Linked DNA regions of Mus musculus: all the other regions are linked to region 1. A link is a contact called in public HiChIP or PLAC-seq data. All regions are on one chromosome and are shown on one strand. Each heading gives the region's core, a stretch centred on a gene start, on an enhancer-like site or on the middle of the called end of the contact. The rest is flanking DNA. Distances are from core to core; before and after follow the strand shown. Region 1 overlaps Lyrm7 (LYR motif containing 7). Region 2 overlaps Cdc42se2 (CDC42 small effector 2). Region 3 overlaps Cdc42se2 (CDC42 small effector 2).

The links. HiChIP or PLAC-seq counts read pairs in DNA pulled down with a chosen protein or histone mark.
Region 2: a contact with region 1 is called in an H3K27ac HiChIP or PLAC-seq map of trophoblast stem cells, with 27 read pairs. The contact joins two enhancer-like sites. A contact is called at or near these places in 2 of 15 datasets of contacts at CTCF or cohesin (CD8 T cells and large pre-B cells), 3 of 484 Hi-C or Micro-C datasets (bone marrow-derived macrophages, liver and nephron progenitors), 18 of 115 datasets of contacts at active chromatin or transcription factors (CD8 T cells, the HPC-7 cell line, bone marrow-derived macrophages and 11 more) and 4 of 9 other capture datasets (adipose tissue, embryonic stem cells, liver and 1 more).
Region 3: an H3K27ac HiChIP or PLAC-seq map of trophoblast stem cells shows a contact between it and region 1, with 42 read pairs. The contact joins two enhancer-like sites. A contact is called at or near these places in 3 of 15 datasets of contacts at CTCF or cohesin (CD8 T cells, large pre-B cells and pro-B cells), 12 of 484 Hi-C or Micro-C datasets (the AML12 cell line, ECoMG myeloid progenitors, the HPC-5 cell line and 8 more), 16 of 115 datasets of contacts at active chromatin or transcription factors (the HPC-7 cell line, bone marrow-derived dendritic cells, bone marrow-derived macrophages and 11 more) and 4 of 9 other capture datasets (adipose tissue, embryonic stem cells, liver and 1 more).

The regions. Positions count from the first base shown.
Region 1 is chr11:54,844,464-54,847,425 of GRCm38.p6, reverse strand. All of the region lies in intron 4 of Lyrm7 (LYR motif containing 7), which reads left to right. It also overlaps the pseudogene Gm18818. Among named protein-coding and RNA genes, the nearest start is that of Gm31490, 14 kb to the left of the region's middle. Within about 2 kb of position 1,450, at least 127 of the 459 cell types and tissues checked have an H3K27ac peak or open chromatin away from gene starts, as enhancers often do. A contact at or near this core is called in CD8 T cells, Th2 cells, double positive thymocytes and 5 more, where this site is marked.
Region 2 is chr11:54,742,977-54,745,938 of GRCm38.p6, reverse strand. All of the region lies in intron 2 of Cdc42se2 (CDC42 small effector 2), which reads left to right. Among named protein-coding and RNA genes, the nearest start is that of Cdc42se2, 43 kb to the left of the region's middle. Within about 2 kb of position 1,463, at least 8 of the 459 cell types and tissues checked have an H3K27ac peak or open chromatin away from gene starts, as enhancers often do. A contact at or near this core is called in embryonic stem cells and trophoblast stem cells, where this site is marked.
Region 3 is chr11:54,762,814-54,765,775 of GRCm38.p6, reverse strand. All of the region lies in intron 1 of Cdc42se2 (CDC42 small effector 2), which reads left to right. Among named protein-coding and RNA genes, the nearest start is that of Cdc42se2, 23 kb to the left of the region's middle. Within about 2 kb of position 1,580, at least 57 of the 459 cell types and tissues checked have an H3K27ac peak or open chromatin away from gene starts, as enhancers often do. A contact at or near this core is called in CD8 T cells, Th2 cells, double positive thymocytes and 4 more, where this site is marked.

The DNA of each region.
Region 1 (2,962 bases), core at 201-2,700:
ATCTCATTGCAGATTACAACTTGACGTGTGTGTGTGTGTGTGTGTGTGTGTGTGTGTGTGTGTGTGTATGTGTCACATGCATCTACATACATACATACATACAAGAGGAGGTCAGAAGATAGCTTTTAACACGTGGGTTTGAGAAATTGAATTTGGGGTGCCAGGCTTGGTGACATGCACCTCTACCCATCTAACAGGCCCCTTAGTTAGCAATTGTCTGCTGACTAAGGAAGCGTGAACACCTTCAGTTAGTGCAGGTCAGAGTGTTCTCTTTATAAAGTACCTATTGAAGCCTCTGTTCACTTGTCTCTCTTTATTGACGTAAAGGAATTCTGTGTGTTCTAAATACAAACCTTTTGTTGGATGTGTGCAGCCTAAGAGCCTTCTCCCGTGTCTTTTCCCTTTGAGGAGTTCCTTATTTGAATGGAGGCTACTTGGCCTATTTTTCTTTTCTGGTGGGTACTTTTGGATCCTGTTGTAGAATACTTAAATATCAAGCAAGGTCATGGATGGATTCTTCCGTGCTTTGTTCCAAAAGGTAGCTTTTGGTTATCTACCAAAGTTGGATTTGTGTGTTTTAAGAGCACTCGGTACACCCTCCTCCCACTGTGAGATGAGCTTCCACAGCAAACTAGATGACTGAACCGTGTAAAGGCTCTTAACTCTTTCTCTAAACAAACAAGAACTAAAACCTGACTCCTTCACCTGTGCAGCTGCCGTGCAGACCCTCCGCACACAGGATTTTGGGTTTCTCCTGGTGTACAATTAGCATCTCCTCCCTCTCTCCCTCTATGGGAAGGCAGCATCTCACATTCCTTTTGTTTTGTTTTGTTTTGTTTTGTTTTTATTTATCTTTGAGATAGGGTCTCTCTGTGTAGCCCTGGCTGTCCTAGAACTTGCTACATAGATCAGACTGGCCTCGAATTCCAAGAATCTGCCTGCCTCCCTCTCCCAGTGTTGGAATTAAAGGTGTGTTATGCTAACAGGCTGGGCCTAATATCTCCTGTGTCTTGAAATCACTTCCAGAAAACCCATCAGTTTCCTGGGCAACTTGTAGCAGATCTGCAAGCCTCACCTGATTGTTTAAGATAAGTTTCAAGATTGGTCTCTTTGTTTTGGAGCTGGCTGCTTGGAGTAAAATCTTACAGACATTCTTCTCATTCTAGCCTAGTCAGGGTGCGATCACTGTGACTTGGCAGCTATGATTAGTATCTCGTCCAGTCCCAGAGACTCCTAAACTAAGCTCTCCTCATGGCTGTAGCTTCGTGGTCAGAACTTGAACAGCTTTATAGAAAGGAGTCTTTATAACATAATGGAAGGCTGTAGCTTTGTGGTAAAGTAGAAAAACAATAGCAGCCAATTTCGGAGATTCTTCACACCACTTACCAGTGTTGGAAGACTGAAAGTTAATGTGACCAACAGACAGCTGCTTTAGCTGTAGCCATGGTGATAAATGTTTTCCCACAGCCTGGAGGCGTGGAAACAGGAATACATTTTGGAAGCTGCAGAAGTCTGGACTTCTCAAACGAGTGCTTTTCTGATAGGGAACATGTCTGTCAGCTCTGGCATCTTCTCAGTCTGCTGTGACTTCCAGGTCATGTGGACATTAAGAGGGTCTCTGGGTGAGCAACTGTTGAAAAGCATCCTTCAGGGAAGACCACTTGGACACAGGTTCAAGACACACCTTAGTTAGGGACTTTCCCAGAACTGTGGACCTTGATGAATGAAGTCCTTTTGTTTCCTGTGGCAGATGTCGCTTCCCCTGACCTGGGTCCAGGCCTGAATGGAATGCCCATCATGGCGTCCATTGTGCTGAAATCTGCTCCACAACAATGGCAGTTCATTCTCTGAGAGTTCCACATCCCACACACCACTTTCCTTTGTTAGTTCCTCTGCTTCTGAGCTGCTCTCTGGTAGGGACAGTTGCACCTTCCAGCCTTTGATAGTAAAGTATCTGAATTCGACAAATGTTAAAATGTTAAATGGAACCTCAAGTGAGTACGGCAAATCGCAGTGGCCATTACTAAAAGATGACTGACTGTCTTTAGTGCTTACAGTTGGGTCAGGATGCCTGCTTGTGGCTTCGTGTTTCTGGAAGCAGACTTGAAGTTTCCAATTTCTGAGCAAGATTGCATTGCTAAGGAACCCAGGCTTGTCTGGTTTAAGTCTACTCTTGACGCCTTCCCTGGTCTCCTGAACTCAGAGTAACAGGAAGTGGACTGGGACAGCTTCTGAAGACCCCCCAAAGAGGCTGTCTTCCCCAAGATCTCCATCTCCCCAGGACAGGAAGTGGCTCAGAGTGCGGTCAGAGGGGGATTTGAGTCTCTTGAAACTAGATTTGGTAGTGCCAAATTGGCAGGCTGAGGAATTATTCTGTTATTAAGTCATTATCTTTTCCTGTCCCGGGGATGAGGATTTTCTGTGGCCTGACCACTACCACGATTCCCAATCCCATGTTTTTATTCTTCATCCCGTCCTTTATTTCTAACTAAAGCAGCATCAGTGTTTACCGTGTGAGCCACAAGTAGACCCATTGGGTAGAGCAGGCCAGCCCATTAACCAGAGCCTCAATATGAATCCTGGTGAGGCTCTGGGGACAGGTAGTAAATGAGAGTGTTCTGTGACTTGCTTATTGCCCATGTTCATGTCCAGAGAGGGACATCAAGGAAGATATAATGTGATTTCCCAGACGCTCTGGCATCTTCTATAAGCACCTACCTACTGCGCGTTATTTCCACGGAAGCCGTTGTTTTGCAGAGGAGGAACGGTCTGGGTGGGGCGCCCCTCCTGCTCTTTGTTCTTCCTTCCTGCTGTGCAAATGTGGTGGCAGCAGAAGGGAGGGAAGGCAGACTGCTGATCACCGGGGGCTGCAGTCAGGGAGAGAAGAGCCTGGGTTCTCAGCAGCACCAGGACGTCTACTAGCTCAGACCTGCCATGTTTCAAAAGGGAAGAAAAATAAGTC
Region 2 (2,962 bases), core at 214-2,713, 100 kb after region 1:
AGGAAGAGGTACTAGAGAGGTGATTCCGTGGTTAAGAGTATTCACTGCTCTTTTAGAGAACCCAGGTTCAATTCTTAGCACCTACAAGGCAGCTCACAACCATTTGTAACTCTACTTCCAAGAGTTTTGATTTCCTTTTTTGAACTTTGTGGCCATTAGGCCACAGACAAGGTGCATCTACACACATGGAAGCAAAAAACCTATACACGTAATGTTTTTAAATTAAAAGATAAATCTTTCAAAATATGTATATAGACACTTGTGTGATGCACAAATGTCCTGGTTAACAAATACTTTTATATAGCTATCACCCAGGTTTAAAAGAGATCAGGACTAGGGTCATAGCCAGTGGTGGACTGCTTGCCTGACTTTCATTCCAGCCCAACATGGAGTCAGGAGGAGGGCAGAACGGAGTCAGTGGTCCAGGAGTATTTATGCGCATCCCTTTCTGTTTGTATTCCTGCCCTTGAATGCCCTCCTGGCTGTTAACAACTTTACTTTGACTTATTTTTCTATCTCTAGACAAAAATTACCCAAACTGGTTTTGAAATTTGTGGCAGTGGTTCTCTGTGTGCTGTTTTATATAATGCTTTTCAAGAATCATCGTGCTCTGTAAAGCTGGTATTTATTGTTTTTTTGTATGAATATAACATTTTCATTTAAAAAACATTTCCCTCTTGATGTTAAAGAGATGGTTCAGTGGTTAAGGGTGCATAGTTCTACTAGAGGACCTCAGTTCTGTTCCCAGCATCCACATTGGGTGGCTCATGTCACACACACACACACACACACACACACACACACACACACACCACCTGCCCTTGCAACACCAGAGCCAGGTCGTCTGACACGGTTTTCTGGCCTCCACGTGTACTTGTATGCATGTGCACATGCCCTTAGATTACAGTAAGACATGGATGGTAGTGTGTGCTTGTAGGCTGAGCTACCTGGGAGGCTGAGGCTGAGGCTGAGGCTTGGAAGTCAGAACTAATCTGGGCAACATAGTACCATCTCATCTTGGGAAAACAAAACAAAACAAAACCACCACCACCAAAAAAATCCTGTATGTTACTTTATACTTGTATTTGTAATTTAAAATTTTGATATCAAATAAGAACATGTAGTATGCAGTGTCTGTGCATATAGCATCTAATTTAGCCTTCATTTTAGATCTGGAAACTGAAACACGGCATTCTGTTTTACAACAGAAAAATAATGGGTGCTAGGGCCTGTCACTTCTCCATGCTAGCAGTTCTAAATGATTGGAATACTTAAGCTTCTGAAAGTCTTTGGATCGCTAGGGGAATGCCACTCTCAGTCACAGCATCTAAACTTGGCCACTTGTCTTTATTTCAAAGTCTAAATTCTGACTTGAGTGTGCCCAGTTTCTGAATTGTGTCCAGCTCTTCCTTCTCTAAGATTAGGTTTTAGAAGAAAGCTCTGCTGCTATAGACCAGTCTGATGTTGATTTATGTGTGGAATGTGCTGAGCTGTGTAGCTGTTGGAATGCCGCTCCCCTGTGCATAGTTTGTCTGTTTTGGTTTTGTTTTGTTTTGTTTTGTTTTGTTTTAAGTGTAGGGGTTTTGCCTTGGTTTGTATTTTGTTGAGAACACTCATGTAGCCCAGGCTAGCCTCAGACTTGCTGTATAGCTGAAGGTGACCTTGAACTCCTGATCCTTTTGTCTTCTGTAACAAACAGTACTTAGATTTAAAAGTATAAAGTTTTGAAAATGGAAGTATTTTAAGCAACTTTCAGCTCAAGAAGTGAAGGTAACTATTGATAGAATAACAATGTTGAATTTTTTAGCAACAGATTCAGTATTCCTTGAAGATGTTTATATATAAATATTTTAGGTTCATACACCTGAAATAATTCTAAAAATGTAGTTTGCAGAGGGCAAGCACATTAACATTTCCCAAGGCATTGTAGGAAACATCTTTTGTTGTTGTTTTAGGTTTTGTTTTTGTTTTTTTGATACAGGATTTCTCTGTGTAGTCCTGACTGTCCTGGAACCCAATCTGTAGATCAGGCTAGCCACAAACTCACAGTGATCTCCTGCCTCTGCCTCCCTGGTGCTGGGGATTAAAGGTGTGTCCACTGGATATGTGAAGAAAATACAAATTTGGGGAAATGTGGTGTATTGGCTGGTTTTGTGTCAACTTGACACAGGCTGCAGGTATCACAGAGAAGGGAGCTTCAGGTGAGGAAATGCCTCCATGAGATCCAGCTGTAAGGCATTTTCTCAATTATTGATCAAGAGGGGAGGGCCCCTTGTGAGTGGTGCCATCCCTGGGCTGGTAGTCTTGGGTTCTATAAGAAAGCAAGCTGAGCAAGGCAGGGGAAGCAAGCCTGTAAGTAACATCCCTCCATGGCCTCTGCATCAGCTCCTGCTTCCTGACCTGCTTGAGTTCCAGTCCTGACTTCCTTTTGTGATGAACAGCAATGTGGAAGTGTAAGCTGAATAAACCCTTTCCTCCCCAACTTGCTTCTTGGTCATGATGTTTGTGCAGGAATAGAAACCCTGTCTAAGACATGGGGGTTGGTAGGCAGTTATTATAGATGGTAAAGCAAGAAGTTCCATGTTAATTTAAACAGTGTAGCCATTTAAGACAGGTGACTAAAGGGGCAAAATGGACCTGCTGGAAATGAGAAGTTAACATTCAAAGGTGGGTTGTAGCTCTTTATATATAAACCAGAACATGTGACATACATGGACAAACCAAATAACACATGTGAAAATACTAGAGGAGCTTCGTGTCTATGGGCTGCACTGTGGTGAGCAGTGAGGGTGTTTCCACAAAGGCACTGGCTGAGGCCTTGGACTCAAGGGCAGTTAAGCCTGCTTGGAGCTATGCTTAATCAGAGGGTACTAAGTTACAGTAAGAATGAAAGTTCTGCTGTGCCCTCCTACAGTATGGTAACTAGTAGTGAAACTATACTTATGTCCATTCCAGAAAACTA
Region 3 (2,962 bases), core at 331-2,830, 82 kb after region 1:
ATGGATGGCTCAGTACTGGTTCCTCTTCCAGAGGTCCTGGATTCAATTCCAAGCACTGAAATGACAGCTCACAACCATCAATAACTGTAGTCCTGTGGGATCCCATGCCCTCGTTTGGTGTGCAGACTTCATGGAGACAAAACGCCCATATCCAAGCCTGTGCTTGTCATCTCCAGCATTGCACTGGCAATTTAGATTCACTATAGAGAACTCAAGGGAGAATGGTGGTCAGTGCAGTAACATGATTTAAGATTGCGCATGTGCAACTGTCCAGTGAGTAGTCTGGGAGATAAAAGTTATTGAGTTTTAAAACATTTCTATACTTGGCAGAGCAAAAGGAACATTTTATTTATATAGGGTGGCTTTTTTGTTTGTTTGTTTTGTTTTTTTGGCTTCTGAAACAGGGTCTAACAGTGTAGATTAAACTGATTTTAAACTCCTGATTTTCTGCTTCGGTCTGCTGGATGCTGGCCTTACAGATGGTTGTATCACCAAGCTGGCAAGGAAACTTTTAAAACAACAGCAATTGCATCTTTATGTTAACAGAAATGTATTTAATTTAGAAAAACCGGATCATTGTAGTCTTAGGAGTTGTCTTAGTTAGGGTTTCTATTGCTGGGAAGAGACATCACGTCCATGGCAATTCTTATAAAGGAACATATTTAACTGGAATTGGCTTGCAGTTTCAGAGGTTTAGTCCATTATCATCATCATGAAAAGCACACATGGTGCTAGGAGGAGCTAAGATTGTACACCTTGATCACAGGCAACAGGAAGTGAACAGGCTTGAGCTTTTGAGACCTCAAAGTCACACACCTCCTCCAGCAAAGCCACACCCACTCTAGGGACACACCTCCTAGTAATTGCCACTCCCTATGGACCTGTGGGGGCCATTTTTATCCAAACTACCACAGGAGTGTTAGTATTTTATTAGTCCATTAATTGTCATACATTATACATAAAATAATTCCACATTACATCTGTCAGAACTTTGTTTTCTTGTTTTTTGAATGATGAAGTTTCGGGCATTTGCCACCAGGCCAGGTTTAATTCTTCATACTGACCTTACAAATTAAATTCATAATACGAAGTCTTATGTATTAGACTTCTAAAATGGGGTGAAGGAATAAATACAAGTAATGTGTGTTTAAACACAAGACACTTACGTAACTTTCAGAGTCTATTCTATGAAACAAACACTTTACGGTTTCAGAAGGACAGTTGGTGGTGATAGAATTACTGAATAAGGAGGATCAGGCTTCAGGGTCATTCTCAAGGTAGAGCAGATGTGTGTGTGTGTGTGTGGGGGGGGGGGGGGGGGATCAGGAGTTCCTGGACCATGTGAGACTGTCTCAGCAACCCCCCCCCCCACACACACACAAAAGGGAATGGGTGGTCTGGAAGAATAGAATTGAAGTAGTTTTGAATTAATATATTCAAGAAGATAGGCCCATAGTTATGTCCTAGGGGTCAGGAAGTTGAAACTGGCAGGTGGCTGTCAGAACTCTGAATCTGGGGCCACAGCTGCTGCTGGTGACAGTGGCTTCTGAAGGTGATCCTCCTCCTGCGCACTAAGCACTCAAACTCATCAGCACAGGAAGCCTGCAAGCCTCACAGTGCTGCTCACGCCCAGGAGCTGCTTACTCAGCCCTGCTTACGTTCCAGATAAATTAACTACAAGAGGAAGATCTGGAAAAGGTAGGGGATTGCTTTTGGTGGTGGTTGTTACTTTTTTGGAAAAAAAAATGTCCAGCCCTGAAGTACAGGAAGGGACGTAACCTGGGAGCATGAGCATCCTTCTGCTCTACAAGGCATGCATGCAGGGTGTTCTGAAGGTGGTAAGATTCAAAACATTTCAACATAGATTTGATACATTCTGAAGTGTTATCTAAATATGAACCATTAATTTTGTTGTTTATATAAAGTTGTTTTTTTTTCCAGGCCTAATGTTTTCGGTTGCAAGTAAGCTAGTGTTAGTAAAAAACCTTTTATAGTGTGTTTCCTGTTTGTAGTGAATGGTGGAAGTATGCCTGGGGATGGAACTGTAAAACCTTTATTTTTCTCTCTTACTGCTGGAGTGTGTGTGTGTGTGTGTCACAGCATGCATGCACAGGTGAGAGGAGGAGGGTCTTTTGTTCACAGGTTGGTTGGCTGGTGAGTTTTCTTGGATTCTCCTATTTCTGTAGGCTTCCGGTTTTCCTTGGGTACTCGGAAGTCACACTCAGGTTCTCATGCTGTGCAAGGACTTTATTTGCTGAACCATCTCTACTTGCTATGTTTTATTTTTTTTTAAATTCAGTTTATCTTTATTATCTTGCTGAAATGATATTGCGGTAATTTTTAAAAAGAATGTGTGGGGGGTTATACTGGGGAGGGGGCTCTGCTCAGAGGAGAAGGGGAGGGAGAGGATCTGTGTGAAGGGGTACTTGGAGGAGAGGGGGGCTGATATTGGGATGTAAAGTGAATGAATAAATAAATAAAATTTTAAAATATTAAAAAAAATATGTACAACAGGCTAGATGTGGTGGCACATACCCTTTACTACCAGTAGTCCCAGGCAGAGACGGGCGGATCTCTGAGTGTGAGGCCCTCCTGGTCTACAGATCAAGTTCCAGAACAGCCAAGGCTACACAGGGAAACCCTGTCTCAAAAATAAGATTGTGCATGAGGAATGAACAAGTCTTACCCAGACTAGAGCGGGAAGATGTTTGCTTTCATTATGTATTTGTTTCTAAGATTTGTTTTATTTTGTGTTTATGAGGGTTTTGCATCAGATCGTCTGGAACTGGAGTTAAGATAGGTGTGAACCACCACATGGAGGTTGGAAGTTGAACTTGAGTCCTCAGAAAGAACAGTGCTGTTAACTGCTGAGCCATCTCTCCAGCCTCAAGTCTTGTGTTGTTATCATTACTCAATTTTAAACATTTCTCTAACAGGGCTGTAATAGGGAACTAAAAGCTCG